Regions from separate parts of the Mus musculus genome. Here region 1 is linked to region 2. The links are chromatin contacts, called in public HiChIP or PLAC-seq maps. All regions are on one chromosome and are shown on one strand. Each heading gives the region's core, a stretch centred on a gene start, on an enhancer-like site or on the middle of the called end of the contact. The rest is flanking DNA. Distances are from core to core; before and after follow the strand shown.

Region 1 (6,612 bases), core at 3,906-6,405, 650 kb after region 2:
AGCCACCTCAGCCCAGAGACTCCGACCCACCTTAGGGATGCTACTGTATGTCAGTTAGGTAGGAGGAGTTAGGTACTGGGGCCAGAAGGTCATTAAAGCCCTCAGCACCCCAGCAACAACTTCTGGGCTTAGTATTACTTCTACTTTGCATAAGACATGAAGACCCTGGGACTTTAAAACACTTGCTAGAACTCATATCGCATTGCTAAGAAACTGTAAGAATGGGGTTATCTGCTGCCCAATATTGAGGATTCTCAGCTTTTGATGCTTGGTCCCATGACTGCTTCTGGCAAGTTCTAGCTCCATGGATTCCTGGTCACTCCTTCCTCTGTGGCCCACCACTGGGCTGATGCTATACAGCTGGAGAGCCGACTGGCTGTCCCCTAACCTCACACGCATTCTTACTGCTTATCCATTTAAGGCAGTTGCCATTAGGAGCATAGTCTATGCTCCACCTCCCGGCTGACCAGCACTTCTTGGTCTCACTTCTGCATTGCCCACCATGCTCCCACGATGGGCACAGCACAGAAAGTATCCTGACTAGCTCTGCCCACTCCAGGTGAGAAGAGATTCCTACTGCCACATGTGAGAAGCAGGTGCTTTGTTACTGTGCCTTACAAAGACAGGTCTAGTCATCAGGGCAAGACACTCACACTTGCTCATCCTAACAATCCACTCTCATTTCCTCCAGAATTGTCACAAACCGTCGTGTAGTTCCCTGGAGACTGTATTTGTATAATTAATACCATTACTCTGTGGACAAAAGCATTTCCTACAAACTTAAGGGCAATGCTTTTCGGTTAAGAAAAATGTGGGTAATTTTTAAAGTTTCTTCCACTACTGTAAACTTAGGGAAATATCTGTCTTTTCTACATTGTAATGACACAATGTAGACCTGACACAGTGCCTGATACACAGTCTGGGCTGCTCGGTGAGTAACTGCTGATGCTGCAAAGTAGCTTCATTTTTAGCTGAGATAGACTGACTTTCACAAGTCAATGCTCATAATCCTGTTACATGTATGAATCAACATCCAGATACACACTCAACAAAACCTATGACATACATAAATGTATGTCTCTGTATATGTGTTTATGTACACACACACACACACGAGTCATTCTTACAAAGAACAAGAAATACAAAACTGAGTCATCTGGGGACTGGAAGGCACTTGCTGCTCCTGCAGAGGCCCTGGGTTTGACTCCCATCACTCACACAGAGCCTTACAATGTGCTGTAACACCAGCTCTTCCGGATCCAGCGCCCTCTTGTGGCTTTTTAAGGCACTGAGCATATACATGGTCACATAACACATGCAAACACTCACAATAAGCATTATTTTAAAAACATGAGCAACACCCTATAAGAAACACAGGCCAACAGGGCGATAAAGCCTTATGTTTTATTTTGGGGAGTGGGGGGTTGAGACAGAATCTCACTATGTTGCAATTATTTTCCTGGAACTCACTACAATGACCAGGCTAGCCTTGAACTCACAGAGATATGCCTGTCTCTGTGTCCTGTGTGCTGAGATTAAAGGTGTGGACTGCCAAGCCTGCCTCTGCTGTATCTTCAGGTCTTACCTCTTGTGACTATGAACTGAAAGCAGGCTGTAGTCCAAGGCCTGCCATGGTTCCCTGTATTTTTTATTTTATTTTATTTTATTTTGTAATTACCTAGGAAGAAACACTATATTCTGGAGTAGAATCATTTGCAGGAAATAAATTCTATTAGAAAAATTCAATAAAGAAAGGTGCTTCATTTTGTTTAGGTCATGGAGCTCTAATAAACTACTGCCTTTAGCAACCAAAGTATGGATTTATATCATACTACATTTTAGTCTGACAACAAGACACAGCTCACCAGACCAAAACTCTTATTTTCTCTACTCATCTGGAGATCCAAACTTGACTTTTTAAATATAATGACGACCAAAAACTGAATTCAACTAACTTTAAGAGTGAATTTTAGAAACATGTTTGTAGAATAATCTCCCTATATTGCTTACAGAATTATGTGGTCAATCGTAAAATATGTTTAAATAAATTATTGATACATAAGACTGACATTTTTCACTCAGGATTATAAGCAATTAAAATATTACGATGAATTAAAAAAATTAACAAAAAAAAAAACATTAAAAAACGCTCACTAAATTCTAAGAGGCAAGGTGTCTAAGAATCCTTTCCAAATTAGAATTTAATGGTACTATATAGCAACAAAAAAGTGAAATTAATTAATCAAGGACATTTATTCCTGTGCATTGTAGCTTCTGTGTTAAAACATCATATTAAATTCTTTTAACAATTTTTTACCAAAAGATCCAGTTTGTCCAACACATACGTACTCAGTGCAGAGCACGGCGTTGGCGAGGGAGGGCAAGGCACACATGTAGACTCCTGGTAATCTTCCCTTTTGTTTTGTTTTGTCACAAAGCCCCTGAGAAAACACTGCCTAAGACTCACCTTCTCTATGACCTTTCCATTACAGTCCCTCAGGGTCTCCTCCCAGCAAGCTCAGCACCGCTAGCTATATTTAGGAGAGGCTGAGACAGTTAGGTAGCTATGCCTGCTCCACCGCCAGGAGCTTTCTGCTGCTCATCGACAGTACAAGCGACCATGATCTTTTCTCTTCTACTTGCAAATTACTCGAGCAAAGTCATAATCCTCCTTAAAATACTAAAACTGTAACAGGTACAGTATTACTCTCCTGTGAGTGTGCTCTCAACCACTTTGTATATTTACACCAGATGATTCAGATAGATAGATAGATATACCCTAATAGTTTCATAAATGCTTACCTCATTAGCTCTGTATGTGAAAAAAATCATATTTAATAGGAGAATGTATACACACACATAATACATACTTTAGAAAAGCTACCAACCATTAAATGAGTAACAAGGCAAGATTTCTATGAAGTGAATATTGAGGCAAAGATTCTAGTACCACAATATTTCAGGCACTTAAAATTATATAATCAATCAAATAATTTTAACATTTAAAAAGACAAAACAGTCAAATTCTTCTCCAGAGAATAAACTTATATACAATATTGAAATATTTCTTCTCAGCTGATTTGGGGAACTAGGATTAAAACTAATAGGATAAAAAGGGAATACATATTGTAAATAGATATGTAAGCACTATATATGTGCATATCATTAGTAAAGTGTATGAACACATAAAGTCTTGTTTCTGATGTAAATAAATACCATTGTCCCAAGTACTTGCTGTTAGGTAACAATGGGTATGTTCAGTGTTGTTTCCAAATCCTTTTATGTCAGCAATTTTCTTATAACCTAAATTAAAGGGATTTAGGAATAATGAGTAATAGCTATGTATATTGGATTCTAATAAGAAATGTTACTGGTATCCAGCATGTCTTTATGCTCCTAGGGAAGGCTATGCTTGTAAGTTACCTACAGATGCTGGCATGAGGATGGTAACCTTTTGTAGTTCTCTGCCATGCACAGGAGGGATGAAGTCTTCAGAAATCACACAGCAACCATACTATCTGCCAGAATTCTCGCCATAATTACAATATTTGAAAAACTGCGAACTTCAGAGTTTTTTCTTCTCACTTTATTAACTGTCCTCAAATTAATATTCTACCCCCCGCGAAGGGGACACTTCATCTTCTAGGCTCCTCAGAGAAAGGTCGGGAGCACTCTCCTATAGAATAAATATTGAAGAGCTACTATATGTCCACATTGTGTGAGCTGGTTAGTATCAGAGTATACTGGTAATGATTTTAGATTTGGGATGAGTTGTCTCTTTGTCTGTTTGTTGGCTTGTTTGTTTTTTAAGATAGTTTCACTCTGTAGCCCTGGCTTGCTGGAACTCACAGACAGCCACCTGTCTCAGCCTCCTGAGAGCTGGGTTTGCACTATACCCAGCTGAAGGTAAATGCCTTATGCCTTATCAAGCACCTGCAGTGTGAGAGGCGTGGTGCTAAGCACTTTACAGGCATTTTCTGATTTGATCTCAGAACTGCTGAGTAGACCAGCAATACCACTCCAGAGCTCAGAAAACCAAAGCTTAGCAAATAAAACTAATGGACCCAACCACATGGTGAACAATAAAACCATCATTCAGACCCATGGCATGATCAAGAATACGCTCAGTGACTGGCATGGGCACACCATTTGGTTTCATTTTGCTCATTCTGAAAACTTATAGTATGTATACGTAGAATGACAGTTTGAAACACTGACCAATCAATAGATAGAAGAAAATAAAGACAGCAAATCCCGGTATACAATTTACCCAATTTGAAGGTTCTCCCTTTCACCACTTCAATAACCACATGTAATTCTCCTGTTATTCTATACACAGTCTACATTTACATGCATTTGCTCGTTAAATAAATGCCGTTGCTTCCTGGGACACTCCCACATCATGGCCATGGCTTTGCCTTACACTCTTATCCAACTTTATTCATGCATTTATCTATCTACAACTGTGCCTGAGAAACATACCTTAAAACTTGTTTCATGACCATCAAGCTAGAAATGAACTTTTTGGAAGAATGTGTATTTAACATGTATTTAATTTTTTTTAACCATGCCTGCCTCCTCTTCAGTCCAGTGTTCGCCATACTCCAGGGGACAAGATAACATGTGAAACGTGAACTCAAGAGCCATCTTTCCCATACTAAAAAAGACTCTTACCTTAAAATATCCATTGAAGGGTCCTTTGACATTGAACCTAGTGTTTCGTTTTCTAAAAACTGAACTGAGACAGAAGCCTTAGAAGCATTTCTTAGATAAGAGCAGTTATATTATGTTTGTCTTAAACTTTAAAAAAAATATATAACTGAGATAAAAGATGTACATGGCCCAGAGGGAATGGAGAGAGTAATTATCAAACTAATCTGAAAGTCGCCGGGATTCAGAAGCAACCTGCACACCAACTCCTCAAGACAGCTCCTGTTTTTCTTAAAATATGAAACTCTCAACTTACTTTTTTTTCTTAAACCAATTTCAAACACTTATCCAAATACATCAAGTCATATCTTGCTGGAAGCTTAACCTTAACGATGCATTTTTAGTAGATTCTTTTCTGTTTCCCGACTGTTAGCATCTCCGTGATATTAGCTAGCTGTCTGTAACTTTAAGGGAGTGTTTGCCAACCACTGAGAATGGAAAGGCAGCTTCCCCTGAAAAACATGGCTGCGGCCTGACTTCCTTACAGCACTTCCTAAGAAGAGACAGCAGAGAGAAAACAGAAGACCCTTGAGTCAATTTATTTCACGAAAGTGAAAATGAGAACAGTCGATGTGTTGTGACTTTTGTCTGTGCTTCTTTTAAAAAGTGTGGCTGGTGTTTTCATAAACTCATACTTCTTATTAGCTATGCTTATTCTGCCTCTGTAGCAGTCAGACTAACATAAACAACCAAAGAGGCTTGGGTCTCTTAAGCACAATATTCCGAACTGTAATCTCTTGAGACCTCCCCACACACACACACCCCGCCCCTCTGCACTAAAATCCTACCAAATAAAGGCTACTCCAAGAGTAACCTTTTTTTTATTTTTAAGTATAGACCGACCTAAACCATCTGCTTATTGGACTTTGAATTAACCACATAGAAATGTTACATAATACTCAATAATAAATAAAACATATTAAAACTCCAATTTAGCAAGGGTATCAACTCTTTCAGAGCTGGTTATCATGGTGGAGACTGCCCTGCCCCTTGGCCAAACTAACCAGAGGCCAAATTCCTAAGATGCCAGAGTTAAGAGGTCTTAGAGAAGTCCTCTAGAAACTGAGTCCCTGAGAGACAAAGTCCCCCAGAGACATGACAGAAGTAGTCACTAACTGCTTTCTCTTTCATTTCAGCTGCATCGTTGTGTGGCCCAGAATGAAATCTGCCAGTAAACAAAGAAATACAAGAAAGTAATTCCACTGCCAGGTCACTAAATAATTTAGCACCTAATTTTTCCTTTCTATAGTACAAAGACCTTATGCTCAGAAAGTTACAGTTTAAAGTACACTACGTAAAATCACATCCATAGGCAAACATATCTCCTCCCATATGCATCTTTAAAAAAAAAACAAACAGAAAAATAATTTATCCTCAGTCCCTAGAAAACAAAAACTGAAATTAAAAGAAAGAAGGAAGAAAACCTAAATTGTCTATTTTCGTTCCTTCTAAAAGGATTAAATAACAGAATTCTAAATGGTTTGTTTGCACTTTCCATGCAATATGTAGATTAACCATGAAATTCTGTTTGGGACACTTTGACATCTGTTTTCAGTGCGTTACAATGAAATCTGGGGACTTGATACATACATTTGCTGTAATAAAACTGTCACTAATCAGTGTTTTCCAAAATATTGCCCATAACTATTACTATTCAGTAGTCTCATTTGCATGATCTAATACTGTTGCTACATCGTGTTTTTCCCTGACAATGTGGTAGCTGGTCCCAGGCACGTGACATAAAATGGCTGTACCCCACTCAGTAATCACAGGATTTTCCACACTCCTCTGCACAGGCGATGCAATCTGTCCTATGATGGACCAATACTTCATCCTTCCTGAGATTCGTTTCCTGGAACTAGAGCACCAAAGATGAACTCACATCCCAAGTGTGGAACATTC
Region 2 (6,590 bases), core at 1,969-4,468:
AGAGGACAGCTAACATGTGTGTAAATTTAAAATAATCAATATGCTTTCTTAAATTTTACATCTAGTGGACAGAGAAATAACTCAATGGTTAAGAGAATTTTGGCTCATACAGAGGAAACACCATTCTCCTAACACCAGCACAATGGCTCACAATCATCTGTAACTCTAGTTCCAGGACACCTGACACCCCCTTCTATCTCCCTGCAGATACCAGGCATTTAGGTGGTACACAGACATACATGCAAGCAAAACACCTAAACATATAAAAATAAAATTACACCCAATGTACATTTTTACTAGAAAATATAATTTTTCATTTTTTGGTCTGTTTGCTCATGAAATATTTAAGGATTAAGTTTATAAATCAGGAATATCAATTTCAGTCTTCATAGGATTGCATCTAATAGAATTCAAAGATGAAGAGGGTAATAATTCTGTGAAAAATAGGTAAATAAATAGCATCATAAACTAAGAGTTAGCAATCTACTCGGCCAGCTTATTATTTTCAGTCCGTAAACTGAGGGTAGGACATTTTCAAATCTGGGCGGATGAATGAAAGCTGGGAAGAAGGATGTGAACGAGGGACTCGTTGACCCAGAATGTCAACAATACTTGTCTGTCTCTCCACAGACAGAATTTTCAGCCCTGGTTCTAAGAGACATTTATTCACATGCACACAAATACCCTTATTTTATTGCCAATGCATGAATCAGAGGCTGGGAGCAGAGCCCAGTTATAAGAGTGCTTGCTTAGCATGTATGAGGCCCTGGACTTGATCTCCAGCACCCCTTAAAATCTGCCATATAGCAGACCCCATAATCTCAGCACTTGGGATGTGGGAGCAGTTGGATCAGAACTTTAAGGTCATCACTCCACTATAAGAGGGGTCTAAAACTACCGGCCCACATAAAATGAAATGAAATGAAATGAAATGAAATGAAATGAAATGAAATGAAATGAAATAAAGCAAAGCAAAGCACACAAGCAAACACACAAAGCAAAAGCATGATTCACTACTGAAAATGAAGACCATAAAAAGGACTGGTGTGACTGGAGTTTGATGATCCAAGGTCTATTACTGGAACCTGTGTAAACGAGGACGAAGACAATAAACTGTAAAAAGTTGTGTTCTGACCTCAATATGCATGCCATAACTTGTGTGTAGCCACTCCCCAGTCATACATTTATACAACTAATATTTGTCAAATAGGAACCAGAAAAATACATTGGAAAATATTGTTGTCATATTGGCAGTGTGCATAGATCAGCGGTTGGAGCAAAGTGAGAAACAGAGGTTGATGTTGGGCTATTCAATGACCTGGGCATGCCCCATATTTTAGCATTGTACATAATTCCGGTCCCGAATAACCCGCGATAGAAGAACTGATCATTTTTAAAGTTTTACCTAGAAAAGAAGGCACTTAGGAATGACTACTTTCAAGATCACAATGAACTTTAATTAATACAAGAATATAAGAACACAAATTCGAACAGTAAATATTTTCTGGTCTTTGGGATTTAAGGGGATCGAAAGGGTTAGTTTCAATAGACTTGGGGGAATAAGGGAGGGAAGAAAGGAGGGAGGGAGGGAGAGAGAGAGAGAGAGAGAGAGAGAGAGAGAGAGAGAGAGAGAGAGAGAGAGAGAGAGAGAGAGGAGAGATTTGGAAGGGGGAGATGGAAGGCAGGCAATTCATCAATTTATATTATCCACCAGAGAGCATTAAGGTTAAGGTTGTCTGCAGCTGCCTAAGAAAGTAGCCTTCCTCTCATGGAGGAAACCAATGAGCAAGCTCAGGACAGTGTCAAGTCAAAGATGCATTAAAACAAGTGGACTGTTAGTTGAATCCAGGGGATCAGATTTTTGAGATAGTTGGGGTCCAGGGAACCAAGAGAGCCAGTTGAAGCAACAGAACTAGAAGCAAAGCCAGGATAAGAAGCAAAGGGAGACAGGAGGTGGGTGATGGATTTGGCAGCCTCTGGGATCCGGAGGAATGCTATGTGGGTAGTCTGTGGGCACAGCACTCTCTGGAATATGTACACATACCCTCCACCCCAATCCATCAGCTCAGTAGATCCAGCCTAACTTTATCCTAGTGAAAACTCAAAATCTCACTTGACACTTTCTTGGATGTCCTTGTGTAATATGTAAAGAATTCAGACAAGATGAAAAGTCCTTAAAGCTCCACAGAGTCAACTACTTCTTCTACTCCTTCTGGATCCCAGAAACTTGATGTAAAGGTTTAGTGGGTCCTTTGAATGTAGGCAATTGTCTATACTATCTTGTGAGCTGTTCTTATTATTATAGTTATTAAGACTGTATACAACTTAACTGAAAGTGACTGAACCACAGGATTTTACACTTCAATAATTTTGTTGTCAGCATCATATGGATGATATTGCCACAAGAGGGAAAACTCTGCAAGAATATTTAATAAAAATAACTTTGGTAATAATCAGTGAAAAATAGAATTATTGAAATCATAAATGTAAAAGGCTTTGACAAATAAATATTTATAATTAAGGGAATTAGTGAGATGAGCATTGTACATGGTAGACATTTGCCTTTTTACTCAGTTGTCCAACTTTGCAAGGCCAGAGTCATATTATAATAAACGACATAGCTGAGGCATGCAGGTGTACATCAGAGAAGAAAAGTGTCTGGGGACTGTGTTCATGGTTGGTGTTTTTGTTTGGTAGGGCTTTTTAAAAAGGTCAATAAAAGACAAGATGGATTCCATTCTTCAGAAGGCCCAACTTCATTATCGTGGAGAGTACTGGGTAGTGGTAAGAGACTTCCACTTTAGTACAGACTCAAACCTGAGCCAGCAGCACATCCATTTCTGATCTTAAAGGAGGATAGGTCCTGTTCCTGAGGATGGGGGAAATGGAACACAGTCACCGATCCATGCATCCATGGTTTTAACACAACAACAATTAACAACAACAACAACAACAACAAAAAATCCCAGATATACGTGGCATTCATTAAGTCACAGGGCAAGGAAAAGCCAGAAACTGAAACTATAACACATTCAACTCCCATGTGGAAAAAAGACATTTGAGGACAGAGATGTTAAGTGCAAGAGATAGAACATGGGAAAACATGATTCACCATTCTTAGTAAAGTAGAGGCGACAAACCATCCTGGAATGTTAGTCGGTTGCCAGTCAGTGAGTTCCTGCCTTGTACTCTTGCCCTGATATGGGTCAGCCTGCAGGGCTCTCCTTATCTTTGTCTCTAGGAGGCCCAGGCTAATGGCATTTCCTTTTCTCCAGTTTTCATGAGGACCAAATCAGGAAAGGGGGCATGGAAAAGTAAACAAGACTCCTTCAGCTACATCCCGGATCTGAGTGGGTACACTCTGCTAACTTTGCATTGGTAAACTTTACACACATAAAGTCCCCAAGTTTAGTTAGGAAGAGAACAAACCCTCTGTGCCCAAAGAGAGAAAATTAGCATTTATGAATTTCTCCTTGCACAACAAATCCTGTGATTCCAAAGATACTGTTGACACTCCTATATACTAGTTAATTGTAGTTCTCCATTCTCAAGACCTGCTTTCTGCTACACAGAGATCAAACTCTTTTTGTGGCTTCTTTTGGTCTGTTAACCTCAAAATGACAGGTATTCTAAAAGGATCAGTTAGCCAAATGAACATTCAAATGAAGAAAGGCAATTTGCTGGCTCACAGCCAGCCTGAAATCCCATTATAAAGTTAGTGCATAGTCAGCTGCGCTGAGGGATGCTCTTTCTTGAGTGCTGATCCAACCCGTTTTAAAGTCGGCTTCATGTCCTTATCTTTTTCATTTCACAGCTGTCAGTGTCTCTCCTTTTACTTTGTCTTTCTTGGCCACACCTAGACATCTAGTGCAACATCCTCCTTAGAAGCATACCAGGTTCTCAACCCTCAGCTCTGACCTATAAACACTACAAATAATTAAAAGGAGCAGTGATTGAGGAATAATTAAGCAGGGATGTTCTGTGATAGAGTATGATCATATCATAGATAGGTAAGTAGGTAGATAGATAAATGGTAATTTAAGGTTTTTAGAGAAAGTTGTAGGTGCATATATTTCCATGTTAAATTCAGGGTTTTTAGTTCCTTCACTGAGTATTATAAATATTTCAATTCTCTTTATAGTCTCCTAGGATAAATATAAAAATACTTATAGATTTATTATGGACTCTAAATGAAGGCACAGTTATAAAGCTGTGTATAGAATCATCAAAACCAATGGCAGCAATAAGGGACACTCAGATATTGTCTTTGTTTGCTTTCTATTGCTGTGATAACATGCTGTAACGAAATGTGGAGGAAAGGGTTTATTTGGCTTACAGTTCCACATCACAGTCCTTTATCAAAACAAGTCAAGGCAGGAACCTGGAGGCAGAAACTGAAGCAGAATCGAAGAAGGAACTCTGCTTACTGGATTGCTCCTCCATCCTTCCTCAGCCTGCTTTTTAATAGCACCCTGGAGTACCTCCACAGCGGTAACACCACACTCAATGGACTGGCCTCTCACAGGAATCATTGGACATAGTATTACCCAAAGATCCAGCAATACCACTCCTGGGCATATACCCAGAAGATGCTCCAACTTGGAATAAGGACACATGTTCCACTATGTTCATAGCAGCCTTATTTATAATAGGCAGAAGCTCGAAAGAACCCAGATGTCCCTCAACAGAGGAATGGATACAGAAAATGTGATACATTTACGCAATGGAGTATACGCAACTATTAAAAACAACGAATTTATGAAATTCCTAAGCAAATGGATGGATCATCCTAAGTGAGGTAACCCAATTACAAAAAACCACACATGATATGCACTCACTGATAAGTGGATATTAACTCAGAAGCTCAGAATACCCAAGATACAATTTACAAAACACATGAAACTCAAGAAGAAGGAAGACCAAAGTGTGGTCACTTTGATCCTGTTTTGAAGGGGGGACAAAATACTCATGGAAGGAGTTACAAAGTGTGGACCAGAGACTTACGGAATGACCCATTGAGAGACTGCCCCACCTGGGGATCCATCCCATAAACAACCACCAAACCCAGACACTATTGCAGATGCCACAAAGATTTTGATGACAGGAGCCTGATATAGCTGTCTCTTGAGAGGCTCTGCCAGTGCATGACAAATACAGAAGTGGATGCTCACAGCCATCCATTGGACAGAGCACAGGGTCCCCAATGAAGGAGCTAGAGAAAGTATCCAAGGAGCTGAGGGGGTTTGCAGCCCCATAGGAGGAACAACAATATGAATTAACCAGTACCTCTAGAGCTCCCTAGGACTAAACCACCAATCAAAGAAAACACATGGTGGGATTCATGGCTCTAGCAGCATATGTAGCAGAGGGTGGACTAGTTGGTCATCAATGGGAGGAGAGGCCTTTGGTCCTGTGAAGGTTCTATGCCCTAGTATAGGGGAATGCCAGGGCCGGGAAGCAGGAGTGGGTGGGTTGGGGATCAAGGGGAGGGAGAGGGGATAGGGGATTTTATAAGGGAAACTAGGAAAGGGGATAACATTTGAAATTTAAATAAAGAAAATACCTAATAAAAAATTACAAATTTAAAACAAAAAGAAAGAAAGAAAATACCAAGCAGACTTGCTTAGAGGCCAGTCTTATGGAGGTATTTTCTCAATTGAGAGTCTCTCTTCCCAAATGAATCTAATATGTATCAAGTTGGCATAAAATGAAGTAGAAAAAAATACCAATGTAAGAAAACATTGCATCCTATTAATTACCCCAGGAATCAATAATTTGATTAAGTGATAAGCAACCCAGAAGAAGACACATACATTAACTTTTCTTAGGAGTGTTTATATCTAAGTGATAGATTCCTTCATATAATCTTAGAAAAAAAAAACTGGAAAAACCTTCAAATCCTTGCACAACCACATCGTGTACAAAAGGATTATCTGATATATAAAGGAGACTAAAGAAACAGAAGTAATGAAACTACTAAGAGGAAATAAAAGTGACCATTTTTTAATGTAAGATTTGATGTTGGCCTTCCAACGGATATCCTAAATCTAAAAATATACAGACAAATACCAACAGTCTTTACTGATAAAATTATCATCTATCTGGAAAACACTAACAACTAATTTTAAGTAACAGCCCAAAGGATGCTACATTGGAGAAAGACTCATACTGAATGTAGAAGGTCTCCAGTAATCAGTAGGAAAGCAAGTGGCTATGCAAGTCAGTAGAAAACTGCACAAAGGTAAACAGACAGTGAATAAACAGGAAAGCTCTGTAGCAATTAAATACATTGGCTTTACTGGTTATCAGGTAAAAAAGGAGAAAACACTACTACAGTCATTTTCATTTCATATTTTGATGAAAACAACTTGTTCTAAACCAAGTGATATAAAACATGAGACTATGGGTACTTGGGAGCATTGTTGAATGAGAATAAACATTTATATTTTTAAAGAGCGCAATGTGGCAATCTTAATAAACAAGAACACAGCCCTTGGTAGCAAACCAGAAAAGTAAATATTCAGTATTTAATACCCTTTTGACTGTATTTTGATCTTTTTTGTCCTCTCTATGTATAGATATGTATTATA

The links. HiChIP or PLAC-seq counts read pairs in DNA pulled down with a chosen protein or histone mark.
Region 1: a contact with region 2 is called in an H3K27ac HiChIP or PLAC-seq map of heart atrium, with 5 read pairs. The contact joins two enhancer-like sites. A contact is called at or near these places in 3 of 115 datasets of contacts at active chromatin or transcription factors (embryonic forebrain, fibro-adipogenic progenitors and heart atrium).

What each region holds. Positions count from the first base shown.
Region 1 is chr4:82,478,321-82,484,932 of GRCm38.p6, forward strand. All of the region lies in intron 2 of Nfib (nuclear factor I/B), which reads right to left. It also overlaps 2310067E19Rik. Among named protein-coding and RNA genes, the nearest start is that of Nfib, 24 kb to the right of the region's middle. Within about 2 kb of position 5,156, at least 22 of the 459 cell types and tissues checked have an H3K27ac peak or open chromatin away from gene starts, as enhancers often do. A contact at or near this core is called in heart atrium, where this site is marked.
Region 2 is chr4:81,826,958-81,833,547 of GRCm38.p6, forward strand. No RefSeq gene overlaps it. Among named protein-coding and RNA genes, the nearest start is that of Gm11412, 87 kb to the left of the region's middle. Within about 2 kb of position 3,219, at least 18 of the 459 cell types and tissues checked have an H3K27ac peak or open chromatin away from gene starts, as enhancers often do. A contact at or near this core is called in heart atrium, where this site is marked.